2 separate regions of the Sus scrofa genome follow, and region 2 is linked to region 1. The links are chromatin contacts, called in public HiChIP or PLAC-seq maps. All regions are on one chromosome and are shown on one strand. Each heading gives the region's core, a stretch centred on a gene start, on an enhancer-like site or on the middle of the called end of the contact. The rest is flanking DNA. Distances are from core to core; before and after follow the strand shown.

Region 1 (6,015 bases), core at 1,901-4,400:
AAAGTTTTTGCTTTTTTTTTTTTTAAAGTCAAGTGGAATGCTTAGTAATTTCATTTAACTGTGACTTTTGATATAAATTTAATATCTCATTTATTGTGCATAGGCATTCCAATGAACATAGACCAACGGGGCCTTTCCAGACAACCATTCAGAGATACAGCAAAAAGCTTTTAATTTGCCTTCTATCCCCTCATTGTCCAGTGAAATGGGCCTGAAGCAATAAAATTGCAAAGTTAAAATAGCGAATATTTGCCATTTAATGCTAAATGTAACCATTTTAAAGAAAACAATTAACAAATTTAACTTCTATAATTTCTTAGTTTTTAAAGTGCCTGGTTCTATTGAAGAAAAAAAGTCCTGTTGCAGTTGATATTTAGAAAGTTGTGATTTTGTTAGATTTAGTCCATTGTAATAATTGTGGGCGATTACAGAATGGGGATTTACTGTATCTGGCAAAAGAAGGGCTGGAAGCTTTTGAAAAAGACACTACTAGAAGCTCTTGGGAGCAAAAATGCTTTTGGCATTCAGGAGCCCCTGTTTGCTGCAGTTGACTTGTCGACAATCAAATGGATGAAGCATTATTAGTGTCAGCGATTCCAGTCTCAGTCAGACTAAAGAACAAGATTGGAATTGGTTTGAGCAGACAAGCTCAGTCGGCTAGAGGTGTCCTTTTGCCACTAGAGAGCGCCGTTGCTCCACTTTGTGATCGTAAAGCTGGTGTTGCAGCGGAAGAAGGTTTTGATTAAAGATACAATCTCATTTTAAATTCCAAATTAGGATAAATTTAAGCAAAAAGAAGCAATGTGCACTATTAAGTTCTCTAGAAGTGTTTGTTATGTATAAAATTTTGGCTTAGTCAGGATTTCAGAAAATGTGGACTACGGCACAGCTGAAACTATAAAATGTTATGTTAATGCACTGTATCAAAATAGAAACGTGCAAAAGCATACATCTTTATTTACGAAGTAATCGCGCTCTTTCCCAGATTGTAAACAAAATGTTTGAAGGGGGAAAAAAACCCTAAGTGTTTTGTCCCAAGAGGAAATATTAAGTTATGATATTTTCTTAATTAGGCCAGAATGTGTAGAAATGGAATTTGTAGTGTTTGTGTTTATTTTTCGCCCCCCCAGGAATCACAAAGTTCTAGAGGGTGCCTTGTGTTATTGAGATCTGGATTCATTCTTCTTTTTCTCCCATTCCATTCCAAAACCCACTAACGACGATTTAAACATGCACACACACACACACACGCCAAACAGTGAAATAAAAAGGCACAATTACAAAGTTATTTCCAAGGCTTTATTGAAAATAATACTCTTTTAATTGGGTATTTGCAAGATTGGAGTACAAGTCGTTAACTGTTGGAATCAGTTCGTTCGCCTTCGGACTTAAAGGAAGTTTACCTGGCGGTAACTGGCAGGAAACAACAACAAAACCCTTACCCTTCACTACCCCCACAAGTAAAGTCTCCTTGCACTCCCTACTAATTTAAAAATTAAGTAAAGCTCGATTTTATCACCTGGAGATTCATTAGCAATTCATTTACCTTAATCATTTCCAACTAATCCCTGTAGAAACAATTGATTCTTAAACATTATATTGTTATGCCTTTCCATCTCGATCTTATTTCCTCCATTTGCAAAATATGATATTCGGTCTATCCGGACTGACCCCAAGATCTTACTCACAGGCTGGGTCAACCCGCAAGAAGCGAGGGGTAGTTAAACCACTCTCCTGCTGTGCCTTTGGGAGCTGTGTGAAGGTTTTAGACATTTGCATTTGGCGTGAAAAGCTGGCGTGGTGTGTTTTAGCTACAGCGGGAGCCCCTCGGTGGGCTCAGGGAGTGTTTCTGAGGTCCGTTCCCAGGCCGTTGGGCCTGGAGTCCTCACAACAGTGAATTATCCCAAGGAAATGGGTCACCCAAAGACTCTACGAGAAAGGCAGTGTGGGCAAGGGAAAACACACTCAACGGAGACCTATTACTTATATAGGACATTAACGCCAGAGGGGAAGGGGAGGGAGGATGTGGAGGAGAGAAGGCGAATGGTGGTGTAATGGCAAGTGACTTCAGAGCAAGCTTCTAAAACCAGGGATATCATGCCGATTCACACTTGATTTATCCATATGACACAGGACGTTTCTCTTCCTCCTCGCTCATAAACCAGGATGAACCTTCTCTTTCCTTTTAGAAAAATCAGTAACTTTTTAGTCTGAGCCCAGCGCCCGCTCTCAGCAGTAACTTCACAGACTTCTTGGATAAACTAGAATCTTTAGAAGATGGGCGCCGCCTGCAGCTGCTTGGAACCGGCGCGATCCGAATGCCGGCCCGAGGCTCGTTGCGGGGGGACTTGCGGGCGTCAGTCCCCTGTACTCCGCCCGGGGCCACCGCCTGCCCTGGTCCGCTCGGCTCAGGGGCTGAGACCCTGGAGCCACGCGTCCTGCCCGAGGAAATACCACCCACCCCAGCATGAGTCCTCCTTCCCGCCTTGGAACATTTCTGTCCGTTTTTCCATTTACTCCCTCAGCAATGCTAATGCCTCCCCTCACCCCCCGCCCGCCACATTCTTCAGCCTCCCCCCGGCGCCCGGTGCTGACGTCTATCAAGGGTGAAATGATGGAAACTATATTCATGGGCATGATTTCCATTAAATATCAATTAACCTGGGAGCCTCAGCCAGGCGTGCAGTGCGTCAAGGGTAAATGTACATCTCATTTCCACAAGGCCCTCTCGGCTGGAAAAGAAGGGCTTAGATTCGATTTGATAATGCAAGGTATTGGGGTCACCCTTGTGGCTTTTAATCAAACCACTTGCACAGGACCTAACTCAAATATTCGGTTTGGATCATCTACACCACTTGCCCATGTTCCTTGGGCTGCATGCTCGTGTCTAGAGCCGTAAAAGCCAGGGCCAACCTCTGAGGGGCTGCTCTAGGGGCCCAGGAAGGGAGTCATTTGCTCCACAGCCTCCTGGGAGTGGCCTCCCTGCCTCCCCCCAAGTGTAAGGCTCTGCCGCGCCCCCGCCCTGCCGGCTGCGGTCCTCATTCCCTCGGCCCCGAGGGGCAAGACGAGCCCTTGGCAGTGCGGCTTTATGGGCCCCCTTTAAGGCCGGCGGAGGCATCTCCCGTCCGGCGTGAGGCGTCCCGTCGGGAACAGCGGTGTCGCCTCCGCACGGATCCCTCCGCGCGGTTATCTCGCGCCCATCTCGCTCCCTCTCCGCGCAGTGGCGTGGTGCGAAAATGCCTCGCCGGGGCGCACCGGGGCGGAAGCCTCGGCAGCGGCGGCGAGAGCTGTGGGAGGGGGCTACAGGGGGGGCGAGGTGAGAGGTGGCGGCGGGCAGAGGGTGTTTTTTTCCTTTTCCCTCCAGAGCGGGGGTTGTAAACCGAAGCCAAAGAGTGTCCCCGTGGGTCGGGTGCACTTTTTTCTTGTCCCGGTGCGCTCAGGGCCGCCTGGTGCCTGAGAGGAAACAGTGGAGGCAGAGGGACAGGTCACCCGGGGCGTCGGCGATTTTATTGCGGCCGAGCCGGCGCGCGCCGGGAGAGGCTGGGCGGGCGGTGGAACGCGGGGGCTGGGTGAGGCCCCGCGACCCGCGAGGGAGGCGGCGCGAGGCCGAGGAGACGGGCGCGAGAGCGGAGCATGAACGCCCAGTAGCCGAGTGCCCGCGGCTGCCCGGCCTCAGAGGCGACGCGCGGGCGGGCGGGCGGGCGGCGGCACCAAAGTAGCCCGGCGGCCCCAGCGGCGCGAGCAGCCGCCCCAGAGGCCCCCGCGGCAGTGCAGTCGCGCTGAGGCGCGCTCCCTGCCTGCTCGGCGCCGCCCGCCCGCCCGGGGCCGCCCTACCTCGGCCCCCGGCCGCCGCCGCCCCGATGAGCTCGTACTTCGTGAACCCGCTGTACTCCAAGTACAAGGCGGCGGCCGCGGCGGCGGCCGCGGCAGGCGAGGCCATCAATCCCACTTACTACGACTGTCACTTCGCGCCCGAGGTCGGCGGCCGCCACGCCGCAGCCGCCGCCGCCTTGCAGCTCTATGGCAACAGCGCCGCGGGCTTCCCGCACGCGCCCCCGCAGGCGCACGCGCACCCGCACCCTTCGCCGCCGCCCGCCAGGCCGGGTTGCGGTGGTGGGGGCGGTCCGGGCCCCGGCCAAGACTACTTCCACCCCGGCGGGGGCAGCCCAGCCGCAGCCTACCAGGCCGCCCCCCCGCCGCCGCCGCCGCCGCCGCCGCCGCCGCCTCCCCCCTGCGGCGGGATTGCCTGTCACGGGGAGCCCGCGAAGTTTTACGGATACGATAACTTACAGAGACAGCCGATTTTTACGACCCAGCAAGAGGCCGAGCTGGTACAATATCCTGACTGTAAATCGTCCAGTGGTAATATTGGCGAGGACCCAGACCACTTAAATCAGAGCTCGTCTCCTTCTCAAATGTTTCCCTGGATGAGACCACAAGGTTGGGATGCATTTTTTTTTTTTAAGCGGGGAGAGGGGGAGAAATCTGCTTTCATCTCACGTTCTAGCTTTAAAACTCCCCTTTCCTCTCCCTCTCCTTTTCCTTCTTGTGTGGCTTACAGTGACTCTTATTCATAAAGTAATACAGACTTTTTTTTTTTTAAGTAGAAACCATGTAAAGATGATGGGGACAGAATAGTGGCAATCTGCCCCTCATTCCTGCACATCCTGTATATATCTAACCTAAGGAGAGTTGTGTATATTTCACTTCTTAGACCGGTTCCAGAAACCTCCAGCAACCTGCAGATGCACCGTTACATTTTTTAAACATTTATTTTCCTCTTTTTTTTTTTGTTTGTTTGTTTATTTTAATCAGCAGCTCCTGGTAGACGAAGAGGAAGACAAACCTACAGTCGTTTCCAAACCCTAGAGCTGGAAAAGGAATTCCTTTTTAACCCTTATCTGACCAGGAAGAGAAGAATCGAGGTTTCCCACGCCTTAGCCCTCACCGAGAGACAGGTAAAAATCTGGTTCCAGAACAGAAGAATGAAATGGAAGAAGGAGAACAACAAGGACAAATTCCCGGTTTCCCGACAGGAGGCAAAGGATGGGGAAACCAAAAAGGAAGCCCAAGAGCTGGAGGAAGATCGAGCTGAAGGCCCGACAAATTAACTTCTACCTTTAAAGTTTTACCGCAGACTATTAAAACTAATGGTCAGCATATGCTGGTGGACACCACCTATTTTCTTTGTTGGAAAGGACTTTACCTGTATTTCAAGCTACCTTCATGTCACTGCTCTTGAGGTTTCTGCGCTTTGAGAGGGATTTGGGTGTTGCAAAAAAAGTTTCTAGTGTCACATAGAAACAGCGGTTGAGCTGTCCTATGTAAGAGTAATTTGATACTGACCTTGTAGCTATATTTTTATAATGGTAGTTTTTAATGTCTGAGCTGATGATTTTGCCTCAACAACATAAACTTCCTAATGATTAGCACTAAGTAATTGAATATAAAATGCTTTATTAATCAAACAAGTGCACTTGAACATTTTAAATCTTTTCTTTATGGTGAGTAAGTTAAAAGAAGTCTATTAATTTTTTTAAAAAAATTATGCCTGCAGAATATTTACTTTATATTATTTGATTAAAATGTATTATTTATGGTTTTTCTTTCTGCTTTTATAATGAATGGTTCGGGTGCCTTTTGTTTACTCCTAAAAGATTTCTTTGAGTATTTTGTAAATGTAATATCTCTGGGAAAAAGTCTGGGCCAAATATTCGAAAAGCACATGTTAGCTGAAGAGTGTAATGTGTAGTCCTGGCTCTGCAGCTTCCTTAAACTTGGGGGAAAATGTTGGGCCAGTGACAGAAGTTTCAGGACAATGTTAAAGTTGATGTTTAATAATTTTTCTATAGTTTCTACAAATTATGGCAATTTAATCATCTAAAGTGAATGAATACTTGAAAAGCCTATTATAACTTTCACTTATATAGTTTTTACTCTGGCGAATCGCCTTGTGGAAAGCTTTTCATTGCTGAATTTGCTTTCGTTTTGAACCGAGCTTGGTATCGCCTGAAA
Region 2 (6,798 bases), core at 229-2,728, 500 kb after region 1:
ATAAACCTACTTGCCCTTCATTTTTCAAAGGAACACTGACCGACCACATTCACAACTGCTGTCTGCAGGGAATGGCTCAAAGTCACCACCATGTCATCTGTCGCTCCCCCCTAGGCAGGCTCCGGAGAGTCAACAAGAAATTTTATTATTTATATCCATTCCTTTTAATTCTGTTATTAGCTCTCAAAGCCTTTAAATAGCAAATGTCAAATCACATGTAAATTGTTTGCTGTTTAGCTCCAAGTTCCAGGCCAGGCTATTTCAAATTCGATACTTTGCAAATGACAGTAAAGGGGGTTGCTTAAAAATTGTTAAAAAACACTTTTCCCCATATAGCTTCTGACCAAAAAAAGTCTAAAACACGGGGCTCTAATTCCCACTTTAAACTAATTACAGTTATTTTAGGCTAAAGTGTCAAGTGAACATTACTTATCAAAAGGTCCTCGGGTCTTCCATTCGCCTTGAACATTACCTTACCACGTACACATCAAATGCTCTGGCCATCTGGAAAATTAAAAATATAAGGCATCCTCACCCTAGTCACCCGCACAAGCCTCAACAGAAAACTAAAGGATCTCGGGTGGTAGCTTACACTTACCTCTCTGGGCTTTAGCAAGCGGTTTACTTAAAAAGATTTACTTTCTGGCAAAATGTAGGTCATTCTTAAATGCAGCTTAAAACTCTGGGCATCTTTGAGGAAAAAATGATGTCACGAAATGTGTCACTGCTCATTTATTTCCTATATCACTAAATTCTAATTAAGACACTCCTGATATCGACTCCTCGTACAGCAGCGTTTACACCATTTGGGGCCGCAAACCCAGACGTGGCCCGCTGGTAAGCTCTAGCTAAAAAGCACCCGTCTTTCATTGGGCACCGACATTTTTCTCCTTCGAAGACAAATACTTTGCAGACCTCGCACCCCTCTTTACAAACCTGCGCGGGGCATTCGGGGGGAGGGGGAGGCAAGACTTTGGTGGGAGCTGCTTCTCTTCAGCAGAGCGAGGGTTGACTGCAAAGGCGCAGGCTGGGTGCTCGAGCAATTTCCTGCCGATTTCAGATTCCACTTGGAGCAGCGTGGAGAGGAAGTCGGACTTCTTTTCCAGGCGGAGCCTCCACGTAGGACTTGGGGGAGCCCGCACTCGTGGGCCCGGGGCCGGGGCCGGCGAGGGCGCTCCTGGATCCCTGCGGGAGGCCGGCGGCCCAGCGCGGACAGGCGGGCCAGGGAAGGGGTGCCGGGAGCGGCAGGGCGCGCCGGACTCCGGAGAGGAGTCTGAGCCGGGAAGAACTCGCTCCCAGCGCTGCGGGATCCAGCCCCCGGGATGCCCTTGAACCCGCGGCGAGGAAGGCGGCCCGCTGAGCTCCGAGCGCCCCGCCGCCTCGGGCGGAGCCGGACGTGGGCCTCGCGCGCTCCTCCGCCTCAGCCGGCGGAGAGGTCCGGTCCGCGGCGCGGCGCTGGGGGCCCCATCCGGTCCCTCGGGTCGGCGTCGCTGCAGGCAGCGCATCCCACCCAGAGACCTCGAGTCTGAAAGCGGAGACCGAGGGTCGCCTGCGGCAAAGCTCGGCTTGCACATCACTTTCCGATTTGGAGAAAATGTCACAGGAGAGGGGGAAAGGGGAAAAAGGGGGGAGGGGAGGGAGAAAGAACCATAAATTCGAGTTCGAGGAGGGTGAGGGCCCGACCTACGCGCGGCTTCAGGCGGCGCGGCGGCGGGGGCGCCCGGGCGGGGATTCCCGGTCTCGCAGCGCACCCTAGTGGCCGCCCTGCCCCTCGCCTGCTCCCCGCGACGTTCGCTGGGTCTCCCCAGCTCATTACAATCCGCAATATATTATTTCTTCCAAAGTATTGACAATGTGTGAGACTCCAGTAACCCCGGAGCTCTTGTCTGTAATCAGCACATTTATTCACATTTAGGGAGAAGAATCCGAATTAAATCCCCGTGACCCAGATTGGGTTACAGTGTCATTTTCCCTGGATCCTCTTTTAAATCCACTCCACACCGCTTCTCTGTCTATTACATGCTAATTTAATTTTACTGTGGACGATATTTTCAGCATTTGCTGAGGACAGTAAATTTTGTAGTTTATGTTATTTCACTTTTTATGACTTTTTAACACTTAATAAAATTTTATTAGAGCACTTTTGTGTTTACAAGGCCACAAAACTCTTGGCAGGTTGTCAGAAGTCCTTTTTATTATGATCCTACTGATATACTGCGAGTAATGAAATAATCATGTCCAGAAATGTATCAAAGGCCAGAGGGATTATCCCACTTAATAGCTCCACAGATGCGCCCAGAAGAATGCGGACACGCGGCAGGACGGGCTGAGAGGCGGCTGCAGGAAGGAGGCAGCCCCCCGCGTCCGTCTTTACCATTTCGGTTGCTTTCCTAAAAGGCTACAGGCAGGGTCATGTGACTTTCTGCGGTCTCAATTTAAAAAAAAAAAGAGAGAATTTATTCTATTGCAAAATGTGCTTTTCTTTTTATTCTCCTTGTGTGGGCATTTAAGGCTGTTCTAGTGGCAGTGGGGCTGGCTCAGCATATCCGTGTCAGTCACTTTCTTCTCATTTCTAAGTGTACTTTTGTGGCATTTAAGCAGCCGATGGTGACACTGGTGTCGATCGGTGCGACTTCTCCAGTCCACGCCCGAGAGAAGGCATGGGGAGGGGCCCAGGAGGACTCCATACGTTTTAAGGAACTGCCCCCCTCCTGCCAAACTGCACCTTTTGCTGTTGCTTTTTGTTTTGTTTCTCAAAACAGGGGAATAGTGACTTGAGGACTCTGCTTTCTGCCTTGTACCAAAGAACCACAGTATGCTGCTTTTATTTTATTTTGATTTTTTTGGCTAAGACTTCCTGAGGACAGATATTGCAGCTTTTTCTTTTCTTTCTTTTTTTTTTTTTTAGAACTATTTCCTTCTCTTTTAAATAGATATATGATCATTTAACACACTGGTGTTAAGTTCATTCTTGCTGCAAAAGAAGGCCATTGCACTTCCTGACCCTGAAAGCAAGGTGGGTGGCTTTGTTTTATAATCAAATTTTCTGTCTCCAGCTTCATATTTCTCTTTCTCTGTTATTTCCTAAGTCGTGTGCCAAAGTGATCAAAGAGATGAGGAATGGAACCGTAAATGGAGTGATTTTGAAAGGACTGTTGCTGTATCCAGAGCACGTGTTCTTCTAAACTTTGGCTTTGAGGGACTTTGGCAGTATTTTTCACAAGTGTGTGTGCGCGCGTGCGCACGTGGGCATCCCCGCACGCGCGTGTGTCTCATGTTCCAACACATCACATTTGGATTTGGTCCTCTGTGGTTGTTTGAAACAAGCCCTGGGAAGCGTGCCCCTCTCTCTGGATTGCCTCCACACCACACGTGTGTGTGCTTGGGTTCTGATGTTCCTAAGGCTGCCCGCAAGAGCTCTTTGATTTCAACTTCAAGGGAGCAATTTGGTTCTTTTGTATGTCATGTGCTAATCGCGGGCAAAACTTAGTGCCTGCTCTAGTAGTCTACTGTGTGCACAGGATGCTCTAGGTTCTGAAAGGAGCGTCTGGAGGCTAGTACCCATCCCTTAAGAAAAATTCATGTCCTGAGACTATTTGGGCAGCCCTTTTTTTTTCTCTTTTTACAGAGTTTTCCATTTGCAAATGAGGCAGTTTTTCTTTTTTCTGACCCCTCTTGTTTAAATGATTTCTGTAATGTAGCTGAAGAACTACAAGAAAGTGACTTTAGGCTCCTTCCCTCATCCTGGGTGTTACTGATGATTCGTAGTCTTTGCCTTTTACTGCAAGAGATGGGACAGAGAAGCGGCTTCAGATTTTAGTCCTCCAAATTTCACAGCATTGGACTTCAGGGAATTTTTACTTGAGGGAATTTATGCCCAAGTGTGGGATTCAAGAGAGCATATTAATTTTGATTACACTATAAAGTGACAGTTCAATTTTATAAGTAATTTCTGCCCACCCAGGACAATTTAAATAATACTTCAAAGGCTGTAATAGCCTTCAAGTTAGAAATCTCTTTTATTAGATTATGAAGTAAACCTCCCCTAAAGTAGATAGTTTTAATGCGTCAAAGTATGTTTATAATTCTTATTCAAAAGAGAGAGAAATTGCCTGAAATATGATAACTGATAACACACGACTTGGCCAATAGAGACCCTGTCTGGTGTCCACAGGGATTTTACAGCCCTTCTGAAGTCTTCAGAGCTGAAAGGAAAGAGTGAAGCCCCAATCCTATCACCTAGGGCATCCATCTTCGAATAGAGGAGCAAACAAACCAAACCAGAGGCATGAACTTGTCCCCTCACATGACCAAGGACTGTCAGAAAGCAGTAAGGGACACGAGTTACGAGGACAGTTATAAGACCCCGGAACCACTTTGCTTGGGTCCAATTTCATTCTGCTGCTTATCACTGTGTGGCCTTGGACAAGTTATTTAACCTCCCTGTGCTTTGTTTCTTCATCTGTAAAGTGGGACTGATGCTAGGACCTCTCCCCTAGTTGTGCTGAAGGGTTAAAAAAGTTCATTTATCTGAAATGCTTCTGAGGTATCCATCACCTAGCACATGCTTGGCACATAGCAGATGTCAATGGGTATTTACTGGATGAGCGTTGACTGATATTTCATGGAGTGCCCTGGTTGCTCCCGTGTGACTGGGCCAGTAACCGAGGCAGAGTGTCAACCTCAGGTCTGCACTTGACTCTACCAAGAATGGTCAGCACTCCAGGGAAGTTGTGTCCAGCTGCTCTTTGACTTCTTCGATGGGTTTCTATATTGTCTCTCAATTAACAATTGGCTTATTTAGTTTCTGAGGAAAGAGAGTTCAAATTTTGGAAGGCGGTGCCCCGTACACAATGCTTTCTATAGAATTAACATAACTGATAAGATAATCTAATATATCAACAATATCAAATTACTGTGTATTATCATCTGTTATTCCATAAACGGCAGTTACAGGTACTGTGCTCAATTCTTTGATACATGATTTCAACTCATCCTCACACTGACCTTCACATGGGTAGTTATCACAATCCCTGTTTTACCAGTAGATATATGAAGCTCAGAGAAGTTGGCTGACTTTCCCCAAGGCACACAGCTAGTAAATGACAGATCTGGAAGCTCAACCCCAGTCTCTGGGAATGAAAATGTAGGCAGTTAGTCACCCACTGTTCTGCACTGCCTCCCAATTTTTACAGAACCTCTAATCAATTTGGTCATTTGTGATTATTGTGTAAACAATCATGAAAATGGAAATGACGAAAGCTGGGACCCAGGCCCATAGTCTTGAGTCGTCTGTGTCTTGTGCCGTGATTTGAATCCGGGGATCAGGGAAGAAAGACACAGGCTTGTCTCCCAGGGCCTTGCCTACCTCCACAATTACAGCCAGCTGCTATTGGCAGATATTTGAAAAGGGTCAGAGATATTTGAAAAGGGTCAGAGGAGAAGTCAGGATTACTTTTTTCCCCCTTTGGAAAAATCTGATTAAGCTGAATTTACCTGAAGTATTAAAACAGCAGGTGAATGGAGTTGCATGGCCAGTGATTACAGACTGAGAAGGCAGAGCTCAGATCCCTGGGTGGCAGAGTGCTTTTTCCTTTTCACCAAAAGTTCTCCATGGACTTTAAAGATACCATTCTCCTGAGACAGTTGACAGGTGTCCTACCCATTTCAGGGGATAAAGAAAAACTGAGACAATAAAAGCTTGGATCCACGTACAAGGTCACTTAATGGTGAGCAAAGGGGAGTGCGGGAGTGGTCTGCTTTACCCACATGACTCATTCTGCACCCTTGAGACAATATGTGTAGACCCCAAAAGAGGTCATCAAAGAGCTCTCAAGCTGTCCTAGGGAATAGTCAACACCTTCTAATTAAAAATACATCCAAAGCTAAATTTCAAAGTGGATAATGAAAAGAGAATGCCAATAGCAGCTAGCTGGAAAATGCTATACTTTTCTTGGGCAGAAAAGACTTAGTCTTGGGCTGGTGAGACTCCGCCACCACCAGAACAATTAGGATTCATTTTTAACTTGAGGCTTTGTGACTATTGATGCTGGGAGAACAGGAGGGAAAACAGAAGAAATGAGGTGTCTCCAAGAGGCTCAGGACTCTGTAGAGCCCAAGCTCCCTGCATGCACAGACGATGCCAGCCTGGATTTGCTGCTGGGGACTCAAGGCCAAGCACCAGGGCATTGCTGGGCAAGGGTTCTGTGTCTACCAGTCCTCCGAATGCTCGATTCACCTTTCTATCTCAGACTTTTCCTTTTTGAAAAAAGAAGTAATCATAATCGTAATTCACATTTATAGAATTTTAGAAATGAAGGCTCTATTTAGAGTTGGTTTTGAGCTCTTCACTTCAGCTCTTCACAGTCTGAACATTTAAAAAAAATAGATGAATAACTTAATGTGTCTGGATGAATATTTGATAAGAATAAGAGAAAACTGAACAAGCAGCATTAGCTGCTGAATTAAACCCACTAAAATAAAAATGTAGCACAAGGTACAACAGAACTGAGGTTGGAAATCCCTGGAAAGAGAGAATTGATGATACTCAAGCCATTTTGCCCCAGATAATTTTAAGCCATCAAAACTTTTAAGGACCTTGAGTCATCTTCTTCGGATTTGGCTTGCTTTTCTTTCTGCATCTGTGAATTTGCCATGTTAAAGTTTATTGCTGTAACAGATTTTGAATGATAGTGCTTCTTTTTTGAAAAGGTCTGAGTACTCTTTGATTATTTGATGGAAAGAATGTACTCTTTTCCCTTCTTATGTATCTTTCAAACCAACTGCTCCAGTATAAAT

The links. HiChIP or PLAC-seq counts read pairs in DNA pulled down with a chosen protein or histone mark.
Region 2: an H3K27ac HiChIP or PLAC-seq map of skeletal muscle shows a contact between it and region 1, with 4 times the contacts expected there. The contact joins the enhancer-like site here to the promoter of HOXD8 in region 1. A contact is called at or near these places in 27 of 47 Hi-C or Micro-C datasets (adipocytes, adipose tissue, alveolar macrophages and 16 more) and 1 of 2 datasets of contacts at active chromatin or transcription factors (skeletal muscle).

Annotation. Positions count from the first base shown.
Region 1 is chr15:81,927,773-81,933,787 of Sscrofa11.1, forward strand. HOXD8 (homeobox protein Hox-D8) reads left to right here and starts at 3,151. Exons shown (of 3, transcript XM_021076351.1): 1 at 3,151-3,316; 2 at 4,293-4,440; 3 at 4,816-6,015. The coding sequence starts at 4,416. The coding sequence ends at 5,111.
Region 2 is chr15:82,425,488-82,432,285 of Sscrofa11.1, forward strand. No RefSeq gene overlaps it. Among named protein-coding and RNA genes, the nearest start is that of MTX2, 370 kb to the left of the region's middle. Within about 2 kb of position 1,479, at least 33 of the 83 cell types and tissues checked have an H3K27ac peak or open chromatin away from gene starts, as enhancers often do. A contact at or near this core is called in adipose tissue, fetal liver, fetal skeletal muscle and 4 more, where this site is marked.